Regions from separate parts of the Mus musculus genome. Here all the other regions are linked to region 6. Evidence: chromatin contacts called from public promoter capture Hi-C data. All regions are on one chromosome and are shown on one strand. Each heading gives the region's core, a stretch centred on a gene start, on an enhancer-like site or on the middle of the called end of the contact. The rest is flanking DNA. Distances are from core to core; before and after follow the strand shown. Region 1 holds the start of Surf4 (surfeit gene 4). Region 2 holds the start of Snhg7 (small nucleolar RNA host gene 7). Region 3 holds the start of Med22 (mediator complex subunit 22). Region 4 holds the start of Ass1 (argininosuccinate synthetase 1). Region 5 holds the start of Fubp3 (far upstream element (FUSE) binding protein 3). Region 6 holds the start of Setx (senataxin). Region 7 holds the start of Agpat2 (1-acylglycerol-3-phosphate O-acyltransferase 2 (lysophosphatidic acid acyltransferase, beta)).

Region 1 (2,949 bases), core at 402-2,901, 2.2 Mb before region 6:
CCTTAAGAAGGAACCTTCATTGGGAATTTTGGTTTTAAGCAGCAGGCCATCTACAGTACGGGCATCTTTCCACTGATGTGTAGCTGAAATCTAACTCCAGACCTGAGATGCCCTGGACACCAAGCAGTAGGAGACCCAGGGTTTCCTCCTGGGTGGTGGACACTGGCAAGTCCAGGAGCCCAAGCCAGTTACTTAGTGGGAGTGGCTACTGTATTCCCCACAAAAGCCTGTCCAGTCCCAAGATTTGGCTTCTTTCATTTAAATCAAAACAAAGTACATGGAGGACTTCATAAAAGATGAACTCTTTCTCCAGTTGAAATCTATCATTAGATAGTTGGCAGCTTCTTGGAGATAATTCATCTGATCTGGGTTGTGAAATCCACTTGCAAAATGGTGGGTTTTCCAGCTGAAGATCCTGAGGTGAGCCGCTCACAAACTTGGCTATGAAGCCATCTTCTTAGAGAGCTGCTACTCAGGAAGATAAAACTGGGTCACTGAGAATTATGTCAACGAAACCCATCACAAGAGGAAGACCTTGGTCCATACAATTTTAAAATTATGTATTTAATGCAAAATCGTGGCATTAGAAACTTTTCCAAAAGGGGTAGAAATGCCTTTAAAAAGATCAGCTCACAGGAAAATGGTTCAACAGAACTGAAGGTGAACATGGGGAGGTGACACCCCTCAAAAGGAGGGGTAGAGAAGCTCATTTGAAGATGGTCACACACACCCAACCTTCGAGTACTCTAGGCCAAAAAATGCCTCCTCGTATCACCGACAGCCACGAACACACTAAGTGAACCAAAACTGGCTGGCGGGTGGGCCCCGGCACCATTCAGCCTCCAGGGCTAGTTCAGGTTATATTATGACTTCGCAGATCTAACGGGACAATTTCAGAAGTCAAAGCCTCACACTCACACAACTCCCACCCCATCCGTCGAACTTAATTGTAAAAAGTGGTGCCACCTGCGCCTCTCTCCGGCTCTAACCCTGCCCAGCTAGTCGCTCGGGCCCAGACTCATCCCAGGCCTTCCCTGCGGTTCACAAGCCACCTGTACACTTGGGAAGGCGAGCCAAGGGGCAGGCTCCTCTCCTTCGGCAGCGTGGACCCAGATCGGGCAACCGGAGCAGAGTCCACGCAAAGAAGGAAGGGCCAGGACGGTCCTGGACAAGGGCGGAGGGGCCACGCAGCGGGGCGCACAGAGTACCCCCTTCCCCAGAGGTCCCCAAGGAGCCGCCGCGGTTCAGAGGGCAGAGGGCACAGAGCAGCACCGCGGGCCCCGGGAGCCTCCCTGGCCGCCACCCCCAACCCCCCGCCCAGCCTCCCCTCGGATTTCTCCGTAGAGCTAGGCAGGACGGCGAGGACGGGCGTCCGTGGGGCCGTGACGGCCAGCGGGCTGTGGGGCAGGCCGCACCTGGTCGGCGAAGTCCTCGGCCGTGCCCATCAGGTCGTTCTGTCCCATGGCGGCGGCGGAAGGCTCAGCTGGCAGGTCCTGGGCGCTCGCGCCTGCTGCGGCCTCCACAGGAAGTACCCGGCGGCCGGCCTCGCTGAGCCGCGGCTGCTCTAGCGGCTGCCACGTAGGCCAAGCCTTAAAGGGACCGCGCCTCCCGCCGCGCCCCGCCCCGCCTGCCGCGCGCCCTCACGCTCCAGGCCCCGCCCGCCACGCTCGAGGAGCCTGGCGCCGGCGCACCGCCCTTCACGAACAGGCCCCGCCTCCGCCGCGCGCCCTTCACAGGTAGACCCCGCCCCCACACCCCAGGCCCCGCCCCTCCAGCCCCTACGGACCACCCCTAGCCCTTCAGCCTCTAGAACCCGAAGCGCTGACCACTTTCCACCCTCACCAAGCAGCAGGTCCCGCCCACCGTGCTGGTAGACTTCCTGCCACCTGTGTCTCCCGCCCGTAGTACTTGCGGCCCCGCCTGCCGCGTCGTCAGTCTCTGCCCCGCCCTCCACCCTACCCAACACACCGGGGCCCTGCCCTTCGTCCGAAACACGGCTCCCTATTCTCTGTGGCTTCTTTAAGGGGCATAGTACGAGTATGCCATGTACGAGCCAAAGTGCTAAGCAGACACGCCCCGGGTTGAGGGTTATGGAAGGCAGGTGGAGGGGCTGAGGAGGTGGGGTGGGCACACGGAGCAGTCACTACCGAGCATGCTCAAACGAGGGTTCGACTACCGGCCTGGCTCGAGGGCTTTGCCCGGTAGTAGGACAGTGAGGCAGTGTCTCCACGAGATACCATGGAAAAATATCAGGTGCTGAGATGCCCCCACAACCAAGGTCCAGTGTCCTTGGGCAGCGGGACAGGTCCGAGGGCCACACAGCCAGGCCCAGCCTCCATCACAGGGTGACCCTATGATCCCCGCATGTTTCCTCCTCCGAGTTCTCCTCCTTTGAGTCCTCCCAGGGCCTCAGTTTCCCTCTAAAATGATGACCAACCCCCAAGTCTGACCACTGGTTGGAGAATGGTGCACGTGCCCTTCCCCTTCCCTCCATGTATGGGGTCTTTAAAGGCAGAACCTGAGTGGTTGTTTTTTTAATCGCTTTTTTCCTCACATGTCAGCCTCATTAATTGTTAGACTCGGCTTATAAAAGCTTCAGTTTCGCTCATTTTCTTTTCCTCTTTTCCAGTATTCTTTGAGAGAAGGCTTACATGCGTTAGCCAAGCAAATGCACTTCTGATGGCCAGAAATGTTTAGAGAAAAACAAAAAACAAACCACTGCTCACTACCTGGGCTGAGCTCCAACGGACACCCTGTATTCCCTGTATGCTAATTATCCTTCCCGTACTGCCTACATATCTTGTCCCCTACCCCACGCTGACAGTGGCCTCTGTACTCAGGCCTCAGCCACCTTCTACCTGACAGCACTGATCTTGTAGAGTTCTGGCTTACAGACCAGTTCTGAAGGTGTGGCTTCAAAGATGAGCTCTGGCTCAGACCCCAGTCCCA
Region 2 (3,226 bases), core at 334-2,833, 2.5 Mb before region 6:
GCCATAGAGAAACCCAACCTCTTGGTTGGGGTTGGAGTCTGGCTCGGTGGTTAAGAGCACTGACGGCTGAGTTCAATTCCCAGCTCCCCACCATCTAGAACAGGCTCTGATGGCCTCCTATGGCATGCAGGTACAGGCGGAGCACTCAGCACCCTTTCATGGTCTCCGCCTTGACTTCCTTTGGCAACAAGCAGCAGTGTAAGTGTGTGCGGAATAACCCCTTTCCTCCCCAACTTGCTCTTTGGTAATGGTGTTTCATAGCAATAAAACCCCTGACTAAGACAGATACATCCTTGCTTCCACCCACTGTTGTTTTTGAGACAGTCTCTTGACCCAAGCTGGTGGATAAGAGAAACATGTGCCACAACGCTGTGTCCCAGGACCTGGTTTCATGATTTCCAACAGATCAATTTCTCTGTAAACTTCCTCTTTACACACCAGCCCCTCTATTTGGTTTATGCAGAGCCATCAAATGACCTAAGCCAGTCAAAAACTAGGAGGGACAATCCCACCTCCAGCTTTCAGGAGTGTTGTCAGGCTACAAATCATTCAGACGTTCACAGGGCAGAACACTGAGCGTAGACATAGCCTCTTTTCTCTCTGCCACCTACTGACGCACATGTGACACAGCAGCCACACCTGCAACGCCTCTAGGAGCAGGGTGTCGATGAAGCAAGTGCTGGGTGCCACACCGTGACTGTTAATGCGAATCTTAGTAACTTTGAGTCAACTCACCTAATAGCCCAACTCACCTAATAGCCCAACTCACCTAATAGCCCAACAGGCGCTTTCTTTCTGGCAGGCAAGCTTCCTAGGGAAAGGAAAGGAAGAAAGCATTCTGCACACACCCTATCAGGATCACTTTGGGGGACTGCACTAGACTTGTATTTTATTCCTATTCCAATGGGTCCACATGGCTTGTCCTTGCTAAGGCTTTTTTTTTTTTTTTTTTTTTTGGTTTGGTTTTTCGAGACAGGGTTTCTCTGTATAGCCTTGGCTGTCCTGGAACTCACTTTGTAGACCAGGCTGGCCTCGAACTCAGAAATCCGCCTGTCTCTGCCTCCCGAGTGCTGGGATTAAAGGCGTGCGCCACCACGCCCGGCTAGGCTTTTTACAAATAAAACCCCTTTTTCTTTCTCTCCAACTCAGCGGCATTACACTAGACAGAGTACTGTCTCACATCTGAGTTATCTCAAGTTGGTATTCAGCATGCAGCAAATATAGACAGAGTCTTTCCCTGGTGCTCCTTAGCCCTACGAAAGGGAGACCGGTCTGGAGCCCCAACCAGGGGCTTCTGCGTTGTACTAGTCCAGACAGGAGCCTCGGCTTTCCTTCTCGGGACTTCTGGGGGCAGTCCACCCGGCCCTCGGGCACATCGTGAACGCCCTTCCCCTTACCACGCGGTTAGCCTGCTGCACATATTAGGGCGACTAAACTCTCAGAAGGAAAGCACGGTACATCTTCGTTACGATCGTCAGGAGACGCAGTCTTCCCGGTAGCCGGCCAAGGGTATATAGGGTCATCCGCGGCGTCCCAACGGTAACAATGGCGATACAAACATAGAGCCGCCATGGCTGCCGAGAGGCCGAGCATCTCCACGCCACGTCCTTTATAGTACTGACTACGGCAGCCCGCGAGGGACTTTCACTGTCCTCCGAGTGCCGCGCCCTCTAGTGGCTCCTTCGCTCCTCGCCGGCGCTTCTCATAGCCCAGTCGGTTAGAGGCTCATGGGACTCTGTACTGCTTGATCCTAGATCCTGCCTTTCCAAGCAGAACTCAGAGACTTATTTCGAGTGTTACCAAGCTCACAGGACTTTTCAAACGACCCATGAAGTCCTGCGCCTTCTTACGAAACTCCTCGTTTTTGGTGGGGGCAGCCTTGCTCTCCCTGTTCTTAGTGATACTAAAGCTTCCACGCAAAGAGGAAAGGCCAGCTCTGACGAACCAGAATTTAGGAGGCAAGGAGGTGACCAGTTGTTTCCTCTTTTACAAGGACGCTTTGGGGATGAGTCAGGAGGGAGCTCCAGGGAGTTCATGGATTCCAGATGTTTCTAACTAGCCCCGCCTGTGGGGTTGTCTGTGGATCTGAGGCACACAGCAGCTTTTAGAAGGTTGGCTGTCCTCTGCTTCAGGACAGTGCTGGAAGACAAATAATACACTCTGACTACTTGCTGTGTTGTGTCCCGCACAAGTACAGATTTGTCTTTTAAGTCCTGAAACTGATGAGGGCTCCCAGGTGATGGGGTGAATTGTGGGCCTGGGGACACACCATTGAGCACTCTTCTTTTACTGGTGGGCCAGCCCAGCCACACTTGTTAATAGTCCCAAGTTCTTGAACCCTTATATTGCCTGCCTGTCTGCCTTCCCACCTCCCTCTCTCCCTTCCTCCTTCCTGTTTTTTGATACGATGTCTCATATAGCCTAGGCTTCAAACTTGCTATGTAGTTGAAGATAAGTTGAACTTCTGATCCTCCTGCCCCTAACTTCTAACAACTAGATTTTGAGGGGTGAACTGTTATGCGTGGCCCAAAGCCTTGAAACTGGAGTTACAGATGGTTTTGAGTCGTCATGTGGATGCTAGAAATCAAACCTGGTTCACTAAGGAGCGGGCTCTTATCTTAGCCTCACGACTTGTTACCAGTCACTTTTTGTCTTAGTGATCTGTCTTAATTTCCTTTTCTGTAGCTGTGATAAAATACCAAGACAGAAGCAGGTTAAGCAGAAAGTGTTTGGGCTGCAGTTTGAGGTTGCAGTTTAGCATGACAGGGAAGTAACAGCAGTAGGCTTGAAGCAACTGGCCCACATGGCAGGTCAAGGATTAGAGAGTGATGAATGCTGGTCCTCAGATAACCCCTTCTATACTCCAGGATCCGAGCTAGGCCAGAGAATGGTGCCACACAGAAGGAGTTGGTCTTTCCATCTCAATTAACCTAATCAAGATAAGCCCTCCCGTACACCCAGAGGTTCACCTCATGGGTGATTTTAGATCTTATCAAATTGCAAATTGAGATGAACAGTCCCGATCCCTGACCAAAGCAACTTAAAGAAGGAAGAAATATTTGGCTTATAGTTCAAGGGAATACAGTACCGTCATGAGGCAGCAGGCATGGCAGTAGGGCTAGGAGGCAGCTGACCACACAGACCCTACAGTCAGGAAGCAGAGAGCGAGAACGAGTGCCAGAGGCAGTCATGAGGTTAATTGCACAAATTAGCTCCTCTATTCACA
Region 3 (3,209 bases), core at 45-2,544, 2.2 Mb before region 6:
ATTCAGTTCGATTCCCAGCAACCACAAGGTGGGTCACAACCAGCTGCCATAGGATCTGATGCCCTCCCTCTTCTGTCTGATGTTCTCTTCTGTCTTGCAGGTATAGATGCAAATAGAGTCCTCATATACATTAAATAAATCAATCTTTTAAAAAGACATTGACTTATTTAATGTATATGAGTTCACTGTTGCTGTCTTCAGACACACCAGAAGAGGGCATCAGATCTCATTACAGATGGTTGTGAGCCACCATGTGGTTGTTGGGAATTGAGCTCAGGACCTCTAGAAGGGCAGTCAGTACTCTTAACTGAGCCATTTCTCCAGTCCTTAAATAAATAAATCTTAAAAAGAAAGAAAAGATGTTCAATAAAGGATTAAAAAGACAAACTTTCTGATCTCTGAGTTTAAGCTTACAGGTGGACCAGCTGGAGCCTAACACAGACCTCAGTGGGCTTGAGGCTTCTCAGAAATTATTTAAATAGAACAGCATTTCTCAACCTGTGGATTGCCTTTCACAGGGGCTGCCTAAGACCATCGGAAAACACTGGCATTTACGACTCAAAGGGTAACAACAGTTCTGTAGTTGCAACAAAAATAATTTTATGGCTGGAGGTCACCACAACATGAGGGTTGTGGTGTTTAAGGGTTAAACTCACCAGTCATCACAAGAATCTATGGCAAGGGTAAACCTCAGCCCAGGTGGCTAGTGCTCAGTAACTAACGTAGAGCCCTGGCAAACGGGCCAGAGTTCTCCTCTCTGCTCTGTGCTTGTCACTATTTGGCTCTTCTATTTATCTGCTGTCCCATTACTTTTAACGCCTCTTCACTCCTACCCGCACCGGTCAGGTGAGTCACATTCCCTCTGCTTTCCTCACCCCTGTACCCAGGCCCCAGGGAAAACCAGTCCCAGCCTTCTCCAATGGCTTCGGAACAGCTACCACACACCTTGGCGGTCTTGATGATCTCGGTGAAGTTGTCCATGATGGACTTGATGTCGTCTTTGAGCCGCTTGTTGTATGACTGCAGCAGCGTCTCCTTGCTCTGGGGAAGGGCTCTCTGCTGGGCCATGGCGGGCCCTGGACGAGAACCAGTCTGGTCCGGCCCGAACCGAGTACTGAGGGCTGGGGACCGGGATTTCCGATACAACAGCTCCGTCCACGAACACACGCCCGGCAGCAGGCCCTTACGGCGAGGGAACAAAGCACCCGCACGCTCCTTCCCGCGGCTTCCGTTCACTCCTGGCGCCTCCCGCCGCCTCTCGGAGCCTGCGGTCCGGTGCCAGGGCCCGCCCGCCTGGACGAACGCGCAGCCGCGGCCCGACACGCCCCCGCTCAGGCTCCGCCCCTCTGTCAGAGTCCGAAGTGGGTCCTTGTCGCTTTAAATCCGAAATCCCGCGAGGGCGCCTGCTCTCGCGATATCTGCGGCCACTTACTTATCCCCCACAATTCCCTCTTCTTTCTTTCTCCAGCAGCCGAGCAAGATGGTGAGTGTCTCTGGGCCCCCGCGCTATCCGCCTCCATCCGCCGCCCGTCGCCCGTCAGCGGCGTTCTCCGCCGTCCCTGTCTCCTCGGGGTCCCTCGCGGAAAGGGAGCCACAGCGACCGACTCACAGGCAATGACTCCGCTGCCCGATGGCACGGGTTTCTCTCTTCCGTACAGCCCAAAGGGAAGAAGGCCAAGGGGAAGAAGGTGGCCCCGGCCCCCGCCGTCGTCAAGAAGCAGGAGGCCAAGAAGGTGGTCAACCCTCTGTTCGAGAAGAGGCCCAAGAACTTCGGCATTGGTAAGGAGTGGCGTCGGCGTGTCACAAGGGCAAGGCGCCTTGACGGGCAATGGACTGAATGAGAGCCGGGCACCGTCCCGAGCAGCCGCCACTGCGCATGCTCGGCTGGTGTGAGAAGGGGAATGGTGGTCGTGTGCAGATGATGTGACAGAATATTTGCTATCAGATGAGTGGTGATGACACTAGAACCACCAAGATCGCTGATGCACCGACGCCCTCCTGCCCTGGGTACTGCCTCGGCTGCAGGCCGGCCCGAGGAGAGGCCTCGGTCACAGTGTCCCTCTTAACTTCCCAGGACAGGACATCCAGCCCAAAAGAGATTTAACGCGCTTCGTCAAATGGCCCCGCTACATCAGACTGCAGCGGCAAAGAGCTATCCTCTACAAGCGGCTCAAAGTCCCTCCTGCCATTAACCAGTTCACCCAGGCCCTGGACAGGCAGACAGGTGAGGTTCCGGGCCCCAGAGCCAGAAACTGGCCCCGAGTTTGCCCTTACTGCAGTGCATGGCCACACTAATACAGCTATGAAGAGAGAGGTGGAAGGGGGTCCCCAGTCCCTCCACCTGGAATGGGCGGGATTTGGTGAGGAAGCAGTTGAGGAAGGATCCCCGTGTTGACCTCCTGCCGTCTCATCAGTGTACCACAATAGGGTGGTTTTGTTGGGGGATCAGGGTCTCTAGTTGTGGAGCTCAGCATTGCTGCCTGTTTCATGAGTGCTGGTATTAATGGCATGAGCCACAGCCATTCAGGGCTAGGAGGTCAGACACAACTTTTCAATGCCAGGTTAAGTGACAGGTTAGAATTGGGCCTGGGCGTGAGATTGCTGGCCAAGTAATAGCCCCAGCGCCTTTAAAGGGATTCAGGCTTAGAGTCCAATTGAATGTGTTTTCCAGCTACTCAGCTGCTTAAGCTTGCCCACAAGTACAGGCCAGAGACAAAGCAAGAGAAGAAGCAAAGGCTACTGGCCCGTGCTGAGAAGAAAGCTGCTGGCAAAGGCGACGTCCCAACTAAGAGACCACCTGTCCTCCGAGCAGGTCAGTGCTTCCCTGCCCGTCCCCCCCACCCCCCAAAGGGAGGATGGTAAGGCAGGCTGTGCAGTGATGTGTGAATTTCTTCACCTGAAAATATTGTGAAGAGTAAATCGAGCTTTTTAACCCTGAGTCGCAGCTTAGTGGAGCTGCATTTTTGTGACTGCAGCAGCCGGAGCACACAGGCAAAGTGGTTGTGTTGTATGTTCCAGGAGTCAATACAGTCACCACCTTGGTGGAGAACAAGAAGGCTCAGCTGGTGGTGATTGCCCATGACGTAGACCCCATTGAGGTAGGTGTGAGGTTCTGTGTGGCTTCTGGAAGGTTGGGATCTCTTGCTGGGTTTGAAGAGCTGGGGAAAAGATTGGTGTGGCTCTTGCAATGATGTCAATCTTTGACTGAA
Region 4 (3,165 bases), core at 629-3,128, 2.3 Mb after region 6:
AGTTCAAGGCCAGCCTGGTCTACATAGCTCTTCTAGGCTAGCCAGGGATATATAGGAAAGTTGTTCTGTTTTGCTTTTTTAAATCGCTAACCTAGATTCTTAAGGAGCCCTGACCTTGTCGTAGGAAGGGGGAAAGGTGAAGTCAAAGGTCATGGTGACTCATTTCCAGGGGCAAACCCTCTTGGGTCATGTTCCACCCAATCCAGAAGTAGTTTGCAGAGTGAGGATGGGTGGGACTCAGTGTCCACCGTGAAGGTGGAGGAATGCAGAGAACATAGCTGGTCCAGGAGTCAGCTGGGCCCCTGCACTTCACCTCCACCTCTGGGGGCTCATAAGTCAACTGCTGGCAGTACTGGCCCCTCTATCCCCCTGCCTATGTGTCAGTCCTCTGGGCTGGAGTCATTTCTGTAGTAGGGGGTAAAGGTTCCCCCTGTTCGTGATTCCTGCCTGAACCAGTTCAGTTCAAACCTGAGTTAGAGCAGAGGCTTTTGGGCTTCGGGGCCCAAATTCTGCTATGCTCTGGGCATGCTGTGTGGCCTTGGGAAAGATGCACCCTCTCTCTGTGCATATATTTCATAAAGGTAAGATGGAAAGCTTCTGGGCCAGCCCTAAGAAGCCGAGTCAGCAAATGGGGACCAATGGCCTCAAAGTGGCTCAAAAGTTGCTGGCATGTTCTTTTCATTGACCTCACTAGTCTCCTGTCTGTGAGGAAGGTCCAGAGCTGGTCCAGTGACGCCCGAAGGTCAGCTGTTCTAGTGTCACTTAGCAGAGAGATGCCTCAGGCTGTCCCCTGGACGTCCGTCCCCACCTGGCTCTCTGGAGTTTCTAACCAGCATGGGCTACGTTTAGCTTGGAGGACAGGGCCAGGAGCACAAAAGAATCCTGCAGCTAAAGTTTGTAAATGTGTCTGGCACCTTCTCCCTCCTAGAAGCCCCCACAGCTGCTGTTTCTGACCTTGAACAAAAATCAGGAGACCGAGTAAGGGGCTTGGCTGGACCCCAGAGGGCACCCAGAGTCTCAGGGCAAGGCAGTAGTAAGGAAAGCTGGGTAAAACATGGGCATGGAGCCGTCTGAGGCTTGGAATCTAGGCCTGCCTGGGGGATATGATCTTGCCGTAATCCTGGGTGTTGAGGTTCACTGGGGCAGGGGCTGTCCTGTGTGTTGCAGGGCTCAGGCCAGGCTGGGAAGCCTCTGGCACGGCTTTCTGGCTCATGTGGGCCACAACCCCCGGGTTCACTTTACAAGCCAGCAGCTTCACCTCTGTGAACCTCAACCTTCCCCATCTTCTGATGGCTCAGCAGACAGCCAGGCTTTGATTCACCATTTACTGGGAGCCCACGGCGATCTGGGCAGGTGCCAGGCCAGGACGTTAAAATGGCATCCCCAGCCATCCTTGGCCAACTCGTTTGCATTTTCTTGTGAACCCTTAGCTCTGGCTTGTGGGCTAGCATCAGGGAAAGCAAGAGCCTCTGAGGGGCAGATGCTTCAGTCTTTAAATCGAGTGGGGCTACACAGCCTCTGAACCTAAGCAATTTGCATCTTCACTCCCGCCTTGCAGCGCTTTCAAGGGTTCTTGCAAGACAGCTGCGATCAGCCTTGCTAGTCACGCGGGTTCCAACCTCTGCCGCCCTCCCAGGCGCCACCAGCGGGTCAGGATCAGGGGACCTAAATTGCAAGAGCCCACGCCCGTGCGCCCCCGGGAGGTGGTGCGGGCGCCAAGGGAAGAGGGAGGGGCCAGCGGGAGAGAGCGCGGGGCCACGCCCACCCGCAGGTGGCCTCGAGCCCTGAGAGGCTCGGAGCGGGGGCCGGGCCCGAGGGCGGGGCCTTTCTCGCGCCCGTCCCCACGTGTCCCAGGTTCCTGCCCCCCCCAGGCCCTGTGCTTATAACCCTGGATGCGCGCCTCTCTCAGCCCTGCTCCGCCGTCTGCCACTGCCGCCTGGGCTCACTGGTAAGAAGTTCCGGGCCCTTCTTGGTCCCCACTCTCTATCCAGGGTCTCATGACCAAGGAATCCCAGAGGGAGCGAGCAGCTGCAGGGGGTGGGCTCAGGGCAGCCCCCGAGTGACCGCGCAGTTAGTGGAAGGAAGGAGGCTGATGTCCGGGGCGCTGTGACGCACACGTTCCTCCTGCCTAGGGAACCCATGTAGGAGAACGGGTCCCAAGGTCTCCGGAGCAGGAGGACTATGGAGGTCCCCCTCTGGTTTTTCACGATCCTCTGTGTGCTGCGAAGGCTCCAAGTAGAGTCCCGGAGAGTCCAGAGGGTTGGGGGCTTCCGAATCCCTCTCCCTGGATCAGATTCGCCGATCTATGTTCAGGCTTGTTTCTCAAAGTAAGCAAAAGGTCCAGCCCCTCTTTGCCCTTAGGGGCTTGGGCGTGTGCCTTTCTCCTGAGTGTGACAGTACCCTGCTCTGGTGGACACGCGAACCCTGCCTACCCGTCCCGGGTCCTTCCTAGGCTGTGACTGGTTTCTCTTCTCCGTAGGGTGCAATGCCAGGCTCAGTCTGGGTGGGGCTTCTAGACAGGTTTCCTGCTAGCTGGCTGGCTCTTTGGGAGGAGCCCCTTCGCAGGAAATGTCTGTTTCTGGCTTGTTAACGGCTTGGGCCCTTCTCTGGAAGGCAGGCTAACCGAGAAATCGAGGGAAATCTTCTCCAGGAGAACTAACCGCGCTCTCAGTATTCCCCTCTGTGAAGTGGGTCTGTCAGGCTGTCTGCAAGTGCAGCTGGCAGGAGCAGACCTGCCCTTTCCCCAGGGGTAGAGTAGGAAAACCCTTCCTTTGATCCCTCGCTTTGCGGCTCCTCCACCTGGCAGGTGACCCCTGACGTCAGCCTCCCAGCTCCAGGGCTGCCAGCCTTGTGCCTGGACTCAGAACTCTTGCTGTCCAAGAGTTCAAGTTCAGTGAGCTGTTTTGAGAACTGTGGCCAGGGTCTGCCCACTTGCTCACTGGGTCTGGGATGAAGACCTGAAAAGACAGGGTCCCGTCCCCCCCCCCCCCCCGCAACCCTCCCCAGCCACCTACTCCCCCACTCCTCCACCCCCTCCCCCGCCCCAGACAAGGCTTTCAGAAGGAAGAAGACAGTGGAGAAACCTAAGAGCTGGGCTGGGCAGAGACTGGAATAGCCTCCATTTCAAACTCCCCCTACCCTCTCCCCCTCCCACCATAAACCAGC
Region 5 (3,066 bases), core at 297-2,796, 2.4 Mb after region 6:
GAAGGGAAAAACAAAAACTCTGTGCTACTTGTGCTTTCTTGAAAGCTTTAAATTATCCTCAATGTTTTAGTAAACAAATTAGACTGGGCTCCTGCCTGTAGGCCACTTGGGTGGTGGCAGCAACATTTCTGCACTCACTGTCTAAGATGCTTCCCCTGTCCTCATTGGACAAAATTCTTTACGTATTCATTGAACAGATACCAAGCGCCAACCAAATCAACAGGGGGTTTGTAATAAGTGTTAGATAAAGAGACCCTGGATAGAAGAACATCCCATTTCTACTCATCAGGGCCAGCCAGTTGGGAGTATGGAAGAGTGGACAGTGTTTCCTCAGAGGTTGGTAGGACAAACGTCAAGTAGGGCCAAGTCTGTCCTGAAGATTGAAACTCTGTGTTTGCTAAACTCAAGCATAGATGAAGTGAAAACTCTCCACCATCCAGAGTGCCAGCTTGGTCTCCCCTACGGGTTTGGAAATGATCTGTCTAAAGTGATCAACCTGTGCAGTTTGGCCAGCTTCTTTGATTTTGCCATAATCTAGGAATCATTCAGAGTCAGCGATATTCAACTTAGAATTAGTTTCCTAAGCATCTGCTATGTGCCAAACTCTAGGAATCCAAGAAAAAAAAAAAACGAGAGCCTCAGGGTTGATGAGGTGGCTCCGCGGTGTGGGTGTTTGCTGCCAGACCTGATAACCTGTTTGATTCCCGGGACCCATATGGTGGAAGTATATAACCAACTCTAGGGAGTTGTCCTCTGACTTTCACATGTATGTGGTGACACATTCTACACGCACACACTGAAACGAAGAATGGAAGGAAAGAATAGTAAATTGAGTTTCAAGTAGCTAGCTGCGGGTGACCTAGAACATGACCTTGAACTCCTGAACTTCCGTACAAACCCACTGCCCATACATATTGGCACAGTGGGGTGTAACTTTTTGTTCTGACGGAGGCAGGGGGTTCTGAAGTGAGACTCCCCCCTTTTCCTTCCCCTCAAGCATTCAAACATTCCTAAAGATCTCTTGCCTCAGCAGGCCCGGAAGCAATGATGGTCCCACGGTATTTCCTGTTACCCGGGTGAAAGAATGTGAAAGAGGACACCAGGCTTCTTTTGAGCAGTGTCATCAAACCGATCCTTGGCAAACTGATGGCCCATTCTGGAGCCTGGGACTCCCTGCAGCAAAGGCGGAGCCCTGCCGTACTAAGGGTCCTAGTACCAAGTAAGGTGCTCAATCTCAGTCAATGCAGCACACCACGACCCCACTTCGAGAGGGAGGGGGCTGCCAGTGCACCTCGACGGCTTGGGTAAGGTGTTGGAAGAGCCAAGTCCAAGTTTCTCCTCCGTCAGGTGGCAAAACCACACAGCGGGGGACTATAAGGCCGCACCTGCGCCGCGGTGGCGGTCCCACGCTTGCTAAAGGCCTGGGGCCCACGCCTTTGGAGGGCGGGGTCGCAACCTGGTCTTTTTGACGGACATCTGCCTGTGCCCAGGGCAGGCCCCCCTCGCGCCACGGCCACGCCCCCACTTCCGGCCGGACAGCGGTCACGTGCTTTGAGACCCCGCCTCACAGACGCTGCTTTCCCCCAACCTATCTCTCTCTCTCTCTCTCTCTCTCTCTCTGTCTCCCTCTGAGCTAGCAGTGCCTTCCCTTCGCTTCCCTTCCGCCGGAAGTGGGGCGACTTTCCCTTTCCGGCTACGGGTCCCGGAGCGGAGTGGGAGGCCGGACCGGGGGAGCCGAGCGACGGCGGTGGCGGTGGGCTTGGCTATGGCGGAGCTGGTGCAGGGGCAGAGCGCTCCGGTGGGCATGAAGGCTGAGGGCTTTGTGGATGCCCTGCACCGGGTCCGGCAGGTACGGGCGCGGGAGGCCGGGGGCGGGAGGCCGCTGCGCCGACGCCTCCGGTGGGCGCCTAGGGCCGCGAGTCGCGGGAGGCCCGGGCGGTTCCCTCGGGAGCTCCGGGGCCAGAGGAAGCTTTTGCCAAGCGCTCCTGGCGCCCGCGCGCCCGACTGCACCCAGCGGCCTGCTCTCCATGATTCAGATCCCAGCAGGTCCTGGTTGTAGACCCCAGGCATCCATCTCACGCCCTGGACGTGGCTTCTGCAGCTTTGGGAAACCTCGCCTTCCACTTAATGCATTTCAAGCATATTGGAAGAAATTCGAGGATATTTTATATTTGAAATTCTCTATTTTGCAGAGAGAAGGGGAGGTGTTAAGTGGGTGGTCCTCGAGAGTTCCTTCTGGCGATTAGTCTTAACTCTACTGGGAAGAGTGTGGGATGGACTCGTTCGGACCGTGAAACTACCATCTGGCAATATTGTGCGTTTTGTCAGTGAAACTGGCTTTTTAGAGGACTTAGGCTTCTCTGAATGAATATGGGACCTCTCTGGCTCCTGGCATGGTGCCTAGTACAAAATTGTCCTTGTATTTTGCCTGAAACTTAGTGACAAGTTACCCCGACGCTCAAACTTTCCTCTATCCAGTGATGTTTATCTTCTCTGACTTTGTCAACTCTCTGGTTCTTTGAAAGTCGGGCTGTGTAACTAATGACGGTTTGGTTCCTAGTAGAATACCTGCCACAGGACTCATTGTTGGGAGAGTTTGACCGGTCACGTGAAAATGGGGTCTTTTCATCACTTTCCAGTAGTCCTTCGAGGAAACCCTACCTGTCTCCCCTATACTTTGCATATTAATACTGATGGTTCTGTAGACATTGTTTTATAACCTACCACAAATGTTGGACTCACCCAAAAGTTTCTCTGGTGGGTTGTTACTGCCTAGTTGGAGCAGTGAGTATCCAATAGTGTGATGATACTTCAGTTACTCCATGATTGTAATGGATGACCTTGCGCCCAGCTCCGCATCCACCGCTCTGCTCATGGGCATGGTTTTCCTTTGCTGGACAAGACCCTGAACCCTGTTTTTCACTAGTTGGTAAGATGTACTGGATCTCTCTCAATGCTAGAGTGTCAGAGCCATCTTGTTGGCTTTCTTCGACCACTAACAATTACAGTCGCTGCTTTAGGAAGCTCAGGGCCTCCTTAGTTGAATGTAAAATAAATTTGTTTTTT
Region 6 (3,139 bases), core at 490-2,989:
GCAAATATACTATTACAAGGAAAACATCTTTGCTAGTCTATACCTTTTTTTGTTTTGTCCTGATTTCATAAGTCAAAACATTTTTGTGCACCTTATAATTATTTTGGAGGGTATCCAGGCCTAAGTTATTCTATAGCAAATCACATGTGTATATATTATTTATATTTTATGTTATATAATTCTAAAAATATAATGTAACGTAATACTTATTTGTAATTATTATATATTTGCTTTTTATTTCATCTTTATGTGTAGGAGTGTTTTGCCTGCTTGTATGTGCACCCATTGCCGGCCCCAGAGAAGGGCATCTGTTCTCATCACTTAGGACCGAAGTTTCAGACAGATGTGAACTGCAATGTGGCGCTAGAAAATTAACTCTGGGTCCTCTGGAAGATCAGTAAGTGTTCCTAACTGCTGAGCTCTCGCTCCAGCGTCAGACTTGTGTTTCTTACACTCAAGAGTAACTTAGCATTTATGTCCTTTCACGAATAAAGCATGGTATATTGCTGAAGTCTGAAATCTGGGTTACGAATTCTGCCAGGATCTGTATCATCAGGGACAAGGAACTGCGGGTAGTTTCTATCATTTCCCCTCATTTCTGAAAATTTCAGTTAGCTATCAAGAGTCTTGTTTAAAAAAAAACTATCATAAATGTGTTACTTTAAAAACCATGCATACATATAGTGCTTCTAGTTTGAAACCACTTTCTGCAACTTTGATTTTGATAGAAACCTTTGACGAAATGAAAAAAAAGGGGGGGGGGAGAAAATAACGGTCAGCTTCAACTGCCGCTTCCTGATTGGCTAAAGCCCCTCTAACGGTCATCTGCTGCCTTATAAACCACACCCCCTTTTCTGGAACGTTCCTTAGAGCTTTACCCTCGTGCTTCAGGCGCTGGCTTCTCATTCTGCGTTAAGGTTCTCCAGGGTAGGAAGGTCTCTGACCCACCTGCCACCTCTAAGAGCCTTGTTCTTTTCTGTGGCGTTGGCAATGGAACCCAGTGTTACAGTGTGACAGGTGAGTGCTCCTGAGTTACTTTCTTGCACACTTTCCTTTAAAAAAAAAAAAAAAAGGAAAAAAAAAAAAAGAAAAAGAAAGAATGTTAACTTTTAATTTTTGGTTAATTTAGGCCTCCAAATCGCTGACCTCCAGGTCTGGAGTTGAAACCTCATCACACCCTTTCCTTTTTAAAAAAAAGAATTATTTTAATTTTAAAATTTTGGTGAATGTAATGTAGGCCTCGAAATCGCTTTCTGTACGAGGCTGGCCTTTGGGCCTGGATGCGCTGGCTTTAAGCCTTCTGAGTACAGGGACCACAGGCTGCCGGGCTTGTAAAGTGATTTGTTTTTTTCCTAAATTCCGTTTTTGAGGAGGAGAGGTTTTGGGCCACCCAACTGTCCTTTGGGAAATCTGACATGACTGTGTTCCATTATCGGAGCCTGTTCTGGGTCGGAAACGGGCAGAGCCCTCGACTTGGGGCGCCCTTGCAGAATCACGCACACATTTTATTGTTTAGGTTTCGGACGGAAACGTGACAGACGTCGCGGACGTTGGGGAGCGGAAGAGCCCAAAGGGAACCAGCAGGTAAGCATCTCCCCGAAGAGGGTCGGGGAAGGGGCGGGGTGAGAAAGGGGGCGGGACGAGGAAAGGGGCGGGGACAGGCTCCTCGGCTAATTTACCGCTCCTTTGGACGGGAGTCCTTGATTGGTCGGACTTACCCCCCTCGTTCCGGAAGTGACGCCACTCAGCGGTCAGGCCGGTTGTTCCCCGCTGCTGCACTTTCCACCTCCCGTCCGCCCCCATGGTCCGCCCCCTTGGTGTACCACAACAAGCCGGCTCTGGCGGGGGCGGGCTGAGGGCGGGGTCCGCTCTCGCGGCAGCGGCGGGTTGGGCGTTGGGCGTCGCCTTGCCCTTCCGTCTGCTGTTCTAGCGGGGGGCATGGAGGTGGGTTAGCGCGCTGCAGCCGGGCCTAGCCGGGGTGAGACGCGCCGCGGACAAGCCGCGAGCGGGCGAACGAGCAGGAGAGGAGAGCGCGTGCGCGGTGAGGGGCGCGCGGCTTACTGCCGTTGGGAACTTGCGCGCGGCCTGCGGGAGCGGGCGCCTGCTGTGACCCTTCTGGAGAGCTGCGTTTGGTGAGAGCGGCGGCTTGCCGCTGCTACCAAGGGCGGGCAGCGCTTGGTGTTTCCTGCAAGCGAGGCCCGCCCCCGGATCTCTGCTGTTCTGGCATCAGCACCGCCGGCCCTGGGCAACGATGTACAGCGAGGACCCTTAGCTTCGGGGCGAGGGAGGCCTCCCGGGTAAGGATCCGACCCTCTGTCCTGGCGTCGCTTCCGCATGGGCACCCGGACGCCCTCCCCGCCGTACCAGGCGTTGCGGTGTGGACAGCCTCCCGTACGCCCACAGCGGATGTGATCAAGTGCCTATTTGGCCCCTGGAGGAGAACAGTCCCTAGGGAAGTTGGGGGGGGGGATCAGTGTTAAGCCGTTCCCCCCAGTAGTGTGTGGATCTAACCTGACCTAGGTAACTCATTAGATGACACAAGGCCCAGGTGAGATGCATAATGTAAGGGACATTTTATCAGTTTTTATTTTAATTTCAGAAATGTTCTTTTTGGGGGCCAAAGTGTGAATCTGTCTGAATGCAGAGCCACATCTCACAGATAAGCCCAGCAATCACAAAGAGCATCACTTCTCTGTAGGACCTTGGTCAAGGTAATTGTCTTATTAAACAATAACTTCTTTTTTAGTTATTTGATAAGTACTAGAGTTAAAAATGTGGCATAGATCCATACCTTGACATGCCCTCTTCTGGTGTGTCTGAAGATAGCTACACTGTACTCATATAAATAAAACAAATCTTTAATTTTTTTTTTAAAATAAGTCTAATGTGTGCAGTAACCTCTGGCAGCATTTTGTTAGGAATTTTTGGAGGTAGGTCAGGTGAGGCAGAGAGATTAGACTTAGTAATTCGGGCAAATGATGAAAGAATAGGAAGACTCAAGAAAGGAGGAGTGCTAGACTCAGATGCAGCAGAGGAGAGGGACAAGGTGATCCTGAGGTTACTGCTCTAGAGATGGAGTTGGTGTCAGCACTCTCAATGGAGCACTTAGTGAAATATTTATTTTTTTAATAATTTACTT
Region 7 (3,246 bases), core at 610-3,109, 2.5 Mb before region 6:
AGTGACTGTATGCAGCACCCTTGGAAAGCATCACTATAGCTGAGCCGGCACCAAGGGAATTTATTATAGAATTTATTATACACTGGCCCTCTGGGGTTCGGTTCCCAGAGCACCCTGTCCTGGCTGGGGGGATCTTGATCCCTTGCCTCCTTCTTTCCAAACTCTCCCAGTCCGCAAACCTTTCTGTCAAATTGCTTTTCTGAACCTCAGTCCCATCTGTTGCCCAGGCAGAGTAGCATCTGCAACCCAAGCTTGGCTGGCCTAGGCCAGGGAGGCACGAGATGGGGATGAGTCCATATGTGGACTGAGCAAGCCTCCACCTCCTAGCTAGTCAATCCCTTTCTTTTCCACTCACCCCTCTCTACGGTCATCCCTGGAGGATGTCATGCTTGCAATACTCCAAGGGCCCTGCTGTTCCTATCTCAACTCATCGCCTTATGAGGATTTAAGACAGGAACCCTAAGACAGGGTGGGGAGGTGGGGAGCAGGCCTCCCCACCCTGTTCTATGCACCGTGAAAAGTGCATAGCTAGGGCACCCTTGTCTTCTGTGCAAGGGTCTCCTCTGCATGTCTGCTCCCTGGGACACTGGATAGTCACTATAAGCACCTGAGAAATGAGGGCTGGGACCCACAAAATATGGCTGGTCAGGACAGCATCCTAACCCCAAAGACGACCAGATACAGCCGAGAGTCAGGAAACCATCATTCACAGTCCTTGTAACTACCGCGGGGGAGGAGGGGCTTCAGGGGCACAAGGTCCGAAACACCCAGGCAAGGCCAAGGCCAGGACATTGCAAAACCCACCCTCTCAGCAGTCCAAATGGGGCAGAAAGAAATGTAGCAACAGTCTCCTGGGAGTGTGGACAGGGAGAAAGGACTAGAGGCTTTTTCTCTCGGGCAGCCCCCATTGCAGGACAACCTAGCCTGATCTCCATACCTGTACCTTTTGCTTGTCCACTAAGCTTCCCTGCTCTGGGAGATGGGCAGAGGAGGATTCTGGCCACAGCCTCCTTCCTTTATTGCTAGCAAGCCAGGTCCAAAGACAGTTCGGCCCCCACCCCCCAGAAGAGGAAGTTAATGACAAGGAGAACCTGTGGCTACAACCTGGGCACAGGTGTCTTCTAACCGGCAGAGAGGTGGAAGCACGGACCGGAAGCCTGGCTAGGCTTCGGTTTCCCTGCTGGTGAAAGTGGGATTGGGCCTGTCCCACCTTCGCTCGGCCCCCTCCCTCTCCCAAAGCTAGCGGCGCGCGCAAACCCGACACTCCACGCTGCGCGCAGGGGGCGCCGCAGGGCCGAGCCCTACAAGCGGCGCACATCGTGACACGCGCCCCTGGGACGGGAAGCCGCGTCGTCGGAGGCTCCGGACCGTGGGGACGGCGGGGCGGGCGGGGCAGGAAGGAAAGAACGCGAGGAGCTCAGAAGTTAGGAAAGCGGAAGCGCGCGCCCATCCCGGCGTCCGGCCCCCTTGCCTCATGTTATCCACGGTGCGGCCGCCGTGGCGCAGCAGGCAGACGATCGAGGCCGCGGCGGAGAAGGACAGGCAGAGCACGCAGTAGAGACCGACCTTGGCGTAGAACCTGGCTGTGCGGCTCAGCTGCACAAGCAGCAACAGCAGCAGCAGCGCCGCCGTCAGCCATGGCCACGGGTCCATGGCGGCCGCACCCCAGCCCCGACGGCGCCGCCGCCCTCCACCCGCCGCCCGCGCCCCTTTTGAGGAGCGCCGAGGGTAGAGGGCGGGCCAGGCTGGAAGCCCAGAGCTAGGTGCGGCCGTCCCGCCCTGTTCCCGCCCCTCCGGGCCTGGCCCTGCCGGGGGGCATCGCGCCCCGCTCCGCCCCGCCGCGTCCTGGACGCGGACCCCGCCTCCCTCGGCCCTTCGGGTGTCACCCTCTCCGCCCCGCCCCTCCCTGCCACCCTGCCCCTTGCGGCAGGACATTGAGGTTCCCTCACTCGTCCCGCGGCTCCCATCTCTGAGCTGCCGGGTGGCCTGGGCTCTGGCGTTGCCTCCCACGCCCCTGCACCGGGGCTTGCGGCCACAAGTCCCCAGCCTGGCACCGCAGCTCCCTAAGGGTGTGCAACCGACCTAAGACGTGCCCATTATGCCAGTCTTGTCACCACACAAAGGACCATTGACCGGCTACTGAGTGACCAATGGTTACCTGACTAGGCCACCTGGCTGGTGGCCTGGGCCCTTTAGGTTCCCTTGAGCAGGGAGACTGAAGCCCTATTCCCATGATGCAACGAGCTGGGGGAGGCAGAAGGAGTAGTGAGAGTTTTGGAGTGGGGGTGTCTCTGGGGTAATGTGGCACCGGGGACCTTCTGATGCCCGGCCAGCAGTGTGGATCAGGCGATTGTGTTCCCATGCGCACTGTGTTCTAACCGCCAGCCTGTAGTTGGTGCTCACTGGGACACTTGTAGTAAGAAGCCTTGGGCTTGCAGGCCAGCCATATACATCCTTCCTGATCATGTTCTCAGAGCAGATGTCAGTGACAAAATGCATCTAGCTTCTTTTTTGGTGAGGTTGGTCTGCACCTAGGTGTGGAACTCAGCGATGGCTGTAGATATTAATGTGCCCACAGGCTCCCCTATATCCAGGCATTCTGAGAGAATCTCTGGTTTTCTCAGATCCGGAGAGATGATAATTTTAATATCTACCTATATAACTGTGCTTAGCTTTTTTTTTTTTTTTTAGACTTATTTTATGTATGCGAGTACACTGTAGCTATAGGTTGTGAGCCTTCATGTGGTTGTTGGGAATTGAATTTTTAGGACCCCTGCTCGCTCCGGTTAGCCCACTCAACTCTGGTCAACTCTGCTCCCTCAATCCCTGCTTGTACACCAGAAGACGGTGTCAGATCTCATTACCGGTGGTTGTGAGCCACCATGTGGTTATTGGGGCTTGAACTCAGGACCTTCGGAAAAGCAGTCAATGCTCTTACCGGCTGAGCCATTTCGCCAGCCCTGTGCTTAGCTTTTAAAGCAGGGCCAAAGCTGTGCCAGGGTGGGTAAGGAACCACCAGGAGTCACTCCAGCTTCAGGCTTCTGTGCTCATGAGGTTGCAGGCAGGGTGAGCTGCAGGGTTTCAGCTTCTCTGGTAGAAGACCCAGATATGCTTGGAGAGAAGGGGGGGGGGGAGAGGGGTGCTACGGGGCTGCTAGGATCCCAGCTGAGATCTCCAAGGCATCAGGTCCTCACAGCTCTGCAGCCCCCTCAGGAATGTATGCTGAGTCCTTCCTGCCTTTTAATT

The links. Promoter capture Hi-C pulls out the DNA fragments that hold promoters and counts their contacts.
Region 1: a contact with region 6 is called in a promoter capture Hi-C map of pre-B cells, with 3 times the contacts expected there. The contact joins the promoter of Surf4 here to the promoter of Setx in region 6. A contact is called at or near these places in 1 of 39 promoter capture datasets (pre-B cells) and 2 of 9 other capture datasets (adipose tissue and liver).
Region 2: a promoter capture Hi-C map of hippocampal neurons shows a contact between it and region 6, with 2.0 times the contacts expected there. The contact joins the promoter of Snhg7 here to the promoter of Setx in region 6. A contact is called at or near these places in 2 of 39 promoter capture datasets (hippocampal neurons and liver).
Region 3: a contact with region 6 is called in a promoter capture Hi-C map of liver, with 5 times the contacts expected there. The contact joins the promoter of Med22 here to the promoter of Setx in region 6. A contact is called at or near these places in 3 of 39 promoter capture datasets (erythroid cells, liver and pre-B cells) and 1 of 9 other capture datasets (liver).
Region 4: a contact with region 6 is called in a promoter capture Hi-C map of pre-B cells, with 4 times the contacts expected there. The contact joins the promoter of Ass1 here to the promoter of Setx in region 6.
Region 5: a promoter capture Hi-C map of liver shows a contact between it and region 6, with 3 times the contacts expected there. The contact joins the promoter of Fubp3 here to the promoter of Setx in region 6.
Region 7: a contact with region 6 is called in a promoter capture Hi-C map of liver, with 2.8 times the contacts expected there. The contact joins the promoter of Agpat2 here to the promoter of Setx in region 6. A contact is called at or near these places in 1 of 39 promoter capture datasets (liver) and 1 of 9 other capture datasets (liver).

The regions. Positions count from the first base shown.
Region 1 is chr2:26,931,860-26,934,808 of GRCm38.p6, forward strand. It overlaps Surf4 (surfeit gene 4), which reads right to left and starts at 1,652. Exons shown (of 6, transcript NM_011512.3): 1 at 1,416-1,652. The coding sequence starts at 1,463. It overlaps Stkld1 (serine/threonine kinase-like domain containing 1), which reads left to right and starts at 2,197. Exons shown (of 19, transcript NM_001379463.1): 1 at 2,197-2,253. The coding sequence starts at 2,239. Gm36591 (a long non-coding RNA gene) reads right to left here and starts at 1,409. Exons shown (of 2, transcript XR_374179.1): 1 at 1-1,409.
Region 2 is chr2:26,638,661-26,641,886 of GRCm38.p6, forward strand. It overlaps Snhg7 (small nucleolar RNA host gene 7), which reads right to left and starts at 1,584. Exons shown (of 4, transcript NR_024068.2): 1 at 1,398-1,584; 2 at 770-811. It overlaps Snora17 (small nucleolar RNA, H/ACA box 17), which reads right to left and starts at 661; the gene lies at 530-661.
Region 3 is chr2:26,909,348-26,912,556 of GRCm38.p6, forward strand. Med22 (mediator complex subunit 22) reads right to left here and starts at 1,295. Exons shown (of 4, transcript NM_001033908.1): 1 at 946-1,295. The coding sequence starts at 1,068. It overlaps Rpl7a (ribosomal protein L7A), which reads left to right and starts at 1,460. Exons shown (of 8, transcript NM_013721.3): 1 at 1,460-1,483; 2 at 1,659-1,779; 3 at 2,075-2,224; 4 at 2,672-2,812; 5 at 3,019-3,098. The coding sequence starts at 1,481. Gm23969 (a small nucleolar RNA gene) reads left to right here and starts at 1,914; the gene lies at 1,914-1,987. It overlaps LOC115489587 (a small nucleolar RNA gene), which reads left to right and starts at 2,871; the gene lies at 2,871-2,944. It also overlaps LOC115489586.
Region 4 is chr2:31,468,392-31,471,556 of GRCm38.p6, forward strand. It overlaps Ass1 (argininosuccinate synthetase 1), which reads left to right and starts at 1,879. Exons shown (of 16, transcript NM_007494.3): 1 at 1,879-1,948.
Region 5 is chr2:31,571,105-31,574,170 of GRCm38.p6, forward strand. It overlaps Fubp3 (far upstream element (FUSE) binding protein 3), which reads left to right and starts at 1,547. Exons shown (of 18, transcript NM_001033389.4): 1 at 1,547-1,849. The coding sequence starts at 1,766.
Region 6 is chr2:29,123,253-29,126,391 of GRCm38.p6, forward strand. It overlaps Setx (senataxin), which reads left to right and starts at 1,740. Exons shown (of 26, transcript NM_198033.2): 1 at 1,740-2,297; 2 at 2,600-2,711.
Region 7 is chr2:26,602,558-26,605,803 of GRCm38.p6, forward strand. It overlaps Agpat2 (1-acylglycerol-3-phosphate O-acyltransferase 2 (lysophosphatidic acid acyltransferase, beta)), which reads right to left and starts at 1,860. Exons shown (of 6, transcript NM_026212.2): 1 at 1,472-1,860. The coding sequence starts at 1,653.